Linked DNA regions of Hordeum vulgare: region 2 is linked to region 1. A link is a contact called in public Hi-C data. All regions are on one chromosome and are shown on one strand. Each heading gives the region's core, a stretch centred on a gene start, on an enhancer-like site or on the middle of the called end of the contact. The rest is flanking DNA. Distances are from core to core; before and after follow the strand shown.

Region 1 (3,911 bases), core at 702-3,201:
GCACTGAACGTGTATCATAAAAAATGCTAAAATAAATAATAATGCTAGCGTCCGGATTTAAATCCTAATAGAATGGAGATACCACTGTCCTTTTTATCATTCAATTACATATTATTTTATCAAGTAATATGTATTGACGTGTATAAAGCGATAAATATATTTGCGGTGGATGCAATGCAAACTGCCGCGTACCCAGAACTAAACCAACATTTTGGTTACATCTTGAGGCCCAAAAATACGATTGTAATGACAGGTCAAACCCTCCATGTGTACTCTTTCTCTCCAACCTGTGAAATTCAATGAAATTTGTGCGTAATTTCTTTTGGGAAAGGGGTTCAAAAGGATCCACATTGCACTAGATTTATCCAGAAATAGTACATTCACCCATCCCGCAAGGACACAATAAAAATTGAAAACTACAAACCTGACCCTACATATTATTAAAAACACCCCAAACGACAAACTTAAATCACAATTCAATCCTGATCCAAGACACCAACGGAGAACCAATGAAGATGCCACCAGGGACGGAACCAACTGGGGCACAAGGTATCTCTGGTGGCTGCGTCGTTGACACACTGATCATGACTCTGTTCCTCCTAACTTCAGGTGGCATACATCTATCCTGGCAATAGTGAAAAATTATACAAATTCTGTGATGCAGAAAAGAGCACCGTTGGAGCATAGGTGGAAGAGACCGGAGTCAAGATTTATAAAGCTCAATGTTAATGCCTCATTCCATGCGGATGAGGGGGCATGTTCTGTTGCAGGTGTACTGCGAGATGAGAGAGGAAATTTCATTGCAAGGTTTTGTAAATTTATACCATTGACAGCAGTTGTTGTGACTATTGAAGCAATGGCAATGCGAGATGGATATTTCTAGCAAACTCCTTGGGTTTCAACAGAGTAGAAGCGGAATCAGACTCGTTGAGCGTCATCAGTTGCTGTCGAGGACAAGATCAATGGTGGGATGCAGCTGCAGCGGTCTTCGCCGAGTGCATAGATTTGTCTACGTCGATAGGAAATGTCATCTTTTCTCATTATTTTCGTGAAGCAAATTAAGTTGCTCATGAGCTAGCAAAATTTTGTTTTTTTAATAAACATGATGACAGTTGGACTAACGAACCTCCTGAGTTCTTAGTTAGTCAATTGGTGAACGATGTAACTATTGTTTGAATTTAATAAAGCTAGCCATGATGGTCTTTTCAAAAAAACTGGGGCACAAGGATCTTCACAACACCGTCATCAGTGAGATGTCGGGAATGGACGATGATGTCAGAAATATTTTGCCGAACACCGATGAGGAATAGACGATGACAACGGTGCGCCTTCTCCTTGCTATGGAACTTGTAATTGTCGCTACTTGGTCAATGAACTCGATTGCAATTGTTGTTAACTCTGGTGTTCTTTGCACTATCAGAATCGATTACGACTAGGTTGTAGTTTCTTCTAGAAAGAACATCCACGCATGGACACGCAAATATGACACCGACCTCATCATTCACAAAGTAAAGCGAAGCAAAGTCGCCGGTCGTCATCCGATGATGACAGCCGGCCGTCACACATGCCTGAAATTGAGCGCGAGAATACTCTACACGAGAAAGGCAAATTTAACTCGGGCCTGAAAACTGTCACACGCCAATGACTCATCCGCCAGAAAGCCAGCGAACGTCTCTACCGTCGATCAGCAACCGGGCCACAGCAGCAGCGCAACAGACCCACACAACAACCGGACGGGGCAGTAAAGACGGCGCCTCAAACGGCAGCCTCACCGTCCGTCCGTGCACGGAGATGTGTCGATTTCCATCTACGGCAAGGCGGAGAAAATTCAGCGACATGTACCAGACCACTTTTGCGACAAGATCAGGGATTCTCCTGTGCAAAACTAGCCCGTGGGGCGCTCGGCCTCGATCGTGGAAAGTTCAAAGATGCGAGGCCGGACGCAGACGGAAGAAACACCTTTTTTTCCTTTTCCTTTTTGCGCACATGTCTATCTGCAGCAACAGAACAAAGGTTACCAAACTCTACGGTCTTTTGGTTGCTACTAGCTAGCTAGCTAGACTCCTCAGGTGCAGATCGGTGAATCTCAGTTTTCCGACCGTCGATTTTGTGCTTTTGCCACCGTCGATCGACGTGTGACATGGACTGATCAATGCATATGGGGCAGGTGTGCTATCTTCGCTGCTACTCCTTTTGAATCTAGGGGAAGCCGATTTTGGTGTTTTTATCCTTTTTGAAAAGTTATAAGCAGAATCAGATCCTGCTTTTATTTTTTTCGGAATCTGCCTTTTCTTACCGTCGAGATCGATGGTGGTAGGATAAACCAGCCTAAGTTGATGTCCTTATCGGTAGGCAATCTATACATGTCAGTGTAATGCAACCCTACCGATAAACAGGTTGACGGTAGCATGCGCAACACTATCATTGAGGTGCCCCACAGTAGATGCATACAAACAATGTATTTGATACTTATAATTTTTCTTTACTGTAGAACATGCATCCATATTGCTTCGGTTTACTCTACCGTCATATACCTCGACGGTAGGGAAAGAGTTAGATCTCATTTTTTGAAGGACTAGATATGGCTTAACTTTTGTAAAAACGTCAAGACACACCTAAATCGGCCACGTAGGGACACGAAGGGACCATCACTTGACTGTTAGATAAGAGCATCTACGGTCGGAATTTATCAATCCGGTCCCTCAAACGTTCGTGGACATAACCGATCAATGACCGGGTATGTTCGTTGTGAATCCTTATTTTTTCATCCGCGTAGCCGAACCTCTTATATTTTTCTTTATATGTCCGATCACTTGCACGCGATTGGTGAGAAGAAGAGAGAGGAAGAAAATAATGAATAAAGAAAGAGAAAAGATGATCCAAGGTGGAACCACGTCCTACGTGACGGACTGACCGAGCGTGGCCGGTTACGTCCGCGAGCCCTCATATCGTCCTCATATTTGAGATGGATATGCGGGGTGCCGGTCAGTCCAAACGTTTGAGATGGATATGAATGGTCCGACTGGATCAACTTTTTGTGACCGGTCAGTGATCGTACGGATTGCCCTATCGTTTGTGACGGTTTTGAGGGGTCCGGGTGTAGATGCTTGAAAATGGCCACCAAAGACTCACTATATATGTTGGGGAACGTCGCATGGGAAACAAAAATTTTCCTACGCGCACGAAGACCTATCATGGTGATGTCCATCTACGAGAGGGGATGTGTGATCTACGTACCCTTGTAGACCGTACAGCAGAAGCGTTAGTGAACGCGGTTGATGTAGTGGAACGTCCTCACGTCCCTCGATCCGCCCCGCGAACCGTCCCGCGATCAGTCCCACGATCTAGTGCCGAACGGACGGCACCTCCGCGTTCAGCACACGTACAACTCGACGATGATCTCGGCCTTCTTGATCCAGCAAGAGAGACAGAGAGGTAGAAGAGTTCTCCGACAGCGTGACGGCGCTCCGGAGGTTGGTGATGATCTTGTCTCAGCAGGGCTCCGCCTGAGCTCCGCAGAAACGCGATCTAGAGGAATAACCGTGGAGGTATGTGTTGGAAATATGCCCTAGAGGCAATAATAACTTAGTTATTATTATATTTCTTAGTTCATGATAATCGTTTATTATCCATGCTATAACTGTATTGATTGGAAACACAATACTTGTGTGGATACATAGACAAAACACTGTCCCTAGTAAGCCTCTAGTTGACTAGCTCGTTGATCAAAGATGGTCAAGGTTTCCTGGCCATAGGCAAGTGTTGTCACTTGATAACGGGATCACATCATTAGGAGAACCATGTGATGGACTAGACCCAAACTAATAGACGTAGCATGATGATCGTGTCATTTTGTTGCTACTGTTTTCTGCGTGTCAAGTATTTGTTCCTATGACCATGAGATCATATAA
Region 2 (3,911 bases), core at 494-2,993, 320 kb after region 1:
TAGCTCGCCGCCAACTCGCTCTCCGGCGCCATCCCGCTCGAGCTCGGCAACGCGCCCGCTCTGTCCGAGCTCGACCTCGCCGGCAACGCCCTCTCCGGCGCGCTCCCGCCCTCCATACGGAAGCTCTGCGACCGCCTCGCCGAGCTCCGCCTCCACGGCAACGCTCTCACGGGAGCGATACCTGCGCCGGCGGGGCCCAACGATACGTGTGACCGTCTCCGGATTCTTGACCTCGACGCCAACCGCTTCTCCGGCGATTTCCCGGTGTTCCTCACGGGCTTCCGTGGCCTCCAGCGCCTCAACCTCGGCGGCAAATGCCTCGAGAGACCCATACCGGAGTCCCTCGCCGCGATGAGAGGCCTCCAGATGCTCAACCTTTCGTACAACAATCTCTCCGGCCAGCTGCCTCTGGGCCTTGCGGCCTTGAGCTTGACCGCTGAATCGTTCCTCGGAAACAATTCCGCGCTCTGCGGCCTGCCATTGCAGCAGTTGTGCGTCTCCCCTTCTGGATTCAGCTCCGACAGCGTCGCATGGATGGTCATCGGGCTGATGGCCGACGCCGTCGTGCTTGCGTCGGTGTGCATCAGCTGGGCGCAGGGGAGGTGGAGGCGGAATAGGGTGAGGCGCGCGGCGGAGGAGGGGGTGGAGATGGAGGAAGGCAGCGAGGGGAAGCTGGTGGTGTTCCAGGGCGAGGAACACCTCACGCTGGAGGAGGTTCTGAACGCGACGGGACATGTGGTGGAGAAGGCGAGCTACTGCACGGTGTACAAGGCGAAGCTGGCGGACGCCGGCGACAGCATCGAGCTCCGGCTGCTGCACGAGGGGAGCTGCAAGGACGCGACGTTGTGCGGGCCGGCCGTGCGGGACAAATTACGGAGCTCTTCGATGAACGAGAGACCGTATAATCACCGCAACTTGTATTCAATGATTGTATTGAGCGTATTCTAAAGTTCAATGACGGTAGTGTGCTTCGCCCTCAATTTTAATAACCGCTAGTGTATTTATCTCTTCCGTAATCTCGCTGAAAAATCCGGTGATATATTTATGCTCTTTGGTTGGTTGATTGATTTAAAACGTGTGATTATATGCTACGCAAACGCAGGTGCTGACGAACGCGGCGTACCGGAGCGTGGAGCACCGGGTGACGGTGAACGCGGACGCGGAGCGGCTGTCGGTGGCCATGTTCTACAACCCGAGGAGCGACCTGCCGCTGGCGCCCATGGCGGAGCTGGTGTCGGCGGAGGCGCCGGCGCTGTACAAGCCCATGACCTTCGACGAGTACCGCCTCTACATCCGGCGCATGGGCCCCCGCGGCAAGAGCCAGGTCGAGTCGCTCAAGGCCAAACCAGACAACAGATGATGATATAATCAGCATCTATCAATGATGGTGGAGCTCTAATAAAAATGGCCACTAATTTAGAACGGACGCGACGTTGTGGCACTTTCTGTAACGCAGAGGCCGGTGGCACTTTCTCCTTCTGAATAAAGAAGAAGAGGAGAAATAAAAGGTCTGAAACGATATGAGAACTGGACTCAGATTGCCAAGAAGTTTCCATCAATCCATCCATCCATCCATCCATCAGATCCCCAGAAACGCAGAGATCCGCGTGCGTGCACGTGAACAACAACGATCGCTCGCTCGTCGCGTTTTGTGCCAACGACATGCGCGTACGTACGTCCATCGCGTTTCTTTTTTTGACAGCTCAAGCGGGCCTTCGAACAAGAGGCCGGCCATCGTCTTCCTCCTCCTCATCCTCCTCCTTCCCTTTCGTCCTCTTTCCCTTGGCCGGCGGCGCGCCCCAGCTCGGCCAAACGTGTGCTTTTCGGAGCTAGGATGAGAGAAAGGATTTGTCTGGCAGCCTGTGTGTGAAAGCAAAATATGCCCCTCCCCGACAACAATAATCCATCTAGACGAAAGTCTAAACGCATGTTGCCTTGCTGTTTTCCATTGGCCATTTCCCACCTTTACGAGAAGATCTTGTGGTTCCACACCTCCGCCTGATAGCAACCGTCGGAAACTTTCACCATTTGCCGTTTTTTTCGAATAGCGGCATCCATGTGTTGCAACTTGCAACGTGCTCTGATATACAAAACAAAAGGAAAATCCGGCGCCGACAACGATCGCCGATGCTGCGGTGGCCCTCGTCTGTCGCTGGAAACAGCATGTATATATTCATATACCAAAACTCATGTAGTAACATGAAATCGCTGGAAACAACATGTATATATTTATATACCAACACTCATGTGGTAACAGGAAATCAAATGGCCGGCTGGAAACGGCATGTACTCCCTCTGTAAACTAATATAAGAGCATTTAGATTACTATAAAGTAGTGTTTTAAATGCTCTTATATTAGTTTATAGAGGGAGTATATACCAAAACTCATGTAGTAACAGGAAATCAAATGGCGACCAAAGAGATTGTGGTGCATGCAGAATGGCGGCGAAATCTAGTCGAGGAATCATGCCAAACTGGATCAAACCTCGTATTATATCTCCTATAAATTGCCGTTTTATAGGGATAACATAATACTGAAGACTCAGGTTCAGGGGTCGACCATATGTCACTCTAAGCATTTCACTCAGAACATAGGCTGAGATAAGAGTCGGTTAGTGCCTGATTCTATATCAAAGAAACATGGCAGAAGCTTTGGGGAAGAAAACATATGTCAATTTTCAGAAAATGGCTAAGAAGACTGGGGTATGATAGGAGAACTATCACATCCCGTTGCAAATCCAAAACTAATAATCTGAATAATACCCAACAATTGTTAGCTTCAGAAACATCAGACGATCTAAAAGGGAAGACAGATCCACTACTAGGTGAGCAGCTGCCAGCATGTCAGCAGTTAGCATTTTACCAATCAAGAGTCAAGGTGGAAACAGTACGGAAAGCATGCGCTTTACACTAGCACGAAATAGCGATTGTCCATTCAGCAATTTTTGTAACCATGTCACCGGTCTATTTCCAACTGCTCGAACAAAGGAAAAGAAGGCGGACTCACATTGTAGGAACAGCTAAGACAGAAGTTGCTGGACCCCAGCCTTCTGATCAGCTGTTAGAGCGGTGGGGAACTTGATCTGAAACTTGATCCTTAGGTTCCCTTTCTTAGACGGCTCCCTTGTGATCGGCATCCCTTCGCCCTGAACAACTTCTTCGTAGGTGGGACTGATGACAGACTTCACGGGAACAGTTAAACTTCGCCCATCTAGAGTTGTCAGCTGGACTGCGCAGCCAGTCAAAGCATCCACGAGGGAGATCTTATGCGTGTAAACAAGGTCGTTCCCGTCTCTCTTGAATTTTGGGTGTGCCCGTTCTTCTATTATGAACACGAGATCTGATGGTATGACGTTACGGGTCTCGTTGCCTTTCTCAGGAAAGGTAATCTTTGTTCCCTTCTTCCATCCAGGCTTGATATCAATTGTTAGAATCTCCTCCACACTCATTGGTCTCCTGCAGAAAGGAACATCAACATATTTTTTCATAAAGAAAGATATGGAAATAATGAGATCCTTTTTTTGTCTGGAAATTAAAGCTTTAGCAACTCTAGGGCATCATACCAACTTGACATACGAAACTAGGAAGCCTTATCCATGCAGTGTATCGTAAATGAATGCCCTAGAATCACAAATATTGTCGGCTATAATTATCAATCATAGATAGGTGAGGCTATACTGCAGTCATGCATCACTCCGGAATACCTTAACAAGGGCAAGCAAGCTGCATCTCTACAATTTGTCTAAGTTCCAGTTTTCTATAGTACCATGTATTTGTTTCCTTTTTCATACCTTTTAGAAGAACTGGTTCACTACCGATCCCTCTTCGTCCACATCGATTAACCGGGGAGGAAGTACAAGCAAAGCATACAAGGATAGGCAACTTCAAACAATTACTACATATCATCATGC

The links. Hi-C and Micro-C count contacts between places; a contact is called where the count stands out from the background.
Region 2: a Hi-C map of leaf shows a contact between it and region 1, with 4 times the contacts expected there. The contact joins two enhancer-like sites. A contact is called at or near these places in 2 of 6 Hi-C or Micro-C datasets (leaf and seedling).

What each region holds. Positions count from the first base shown.
Region 1 is chr1H:42,971,275-42,975,185 of MorexV3_pseudomolecules_assembly, forward strand. No RefSeq gene overlaps it. Among protein-coding and RNA genes, the nearest start is that of LOC123406311, 280 kb to the left of the region's middle. Within about 2 kb of position 1,952, at least 2 of the 3 cell types and tissues checked have open chromatin away from gene starts, as enhancers often do. A contact at or near this core is called in leaf, where this site is marked.
Region 2 is chr1H:43,294,573-43,298,483 of MorexV3_pseudomolecules_assembly, forward strand. It overlaps LOC123412434 (jasmonate-induced oxygenase 4-like), which reads left to right. Exons shown (of 3, transcript XM_045105416.1): 3 at 1,103-1,527. The coding sequence ends at 1,360. LOC123412628 (dnaJ homolog subfamily B member 13-like) reads right to left here. Exons shown (of 3, transcript XM_045105603.1): 3 at 2,912-3,456. The coding sequence ends at 3,021. It also overlaps the pseudogene LOC123412535. Among protein-coding and RNA genes, the nearest start is that of LOC123412628, 6.1 kb to the right of the region's middle. Within about 2 kb of position 1,744, at least 1 of the 3 cell types and tissues checked has open chromatin away from gene starts, as enhancers often do. A contact at or near this core is called in leaf, where this site is marked.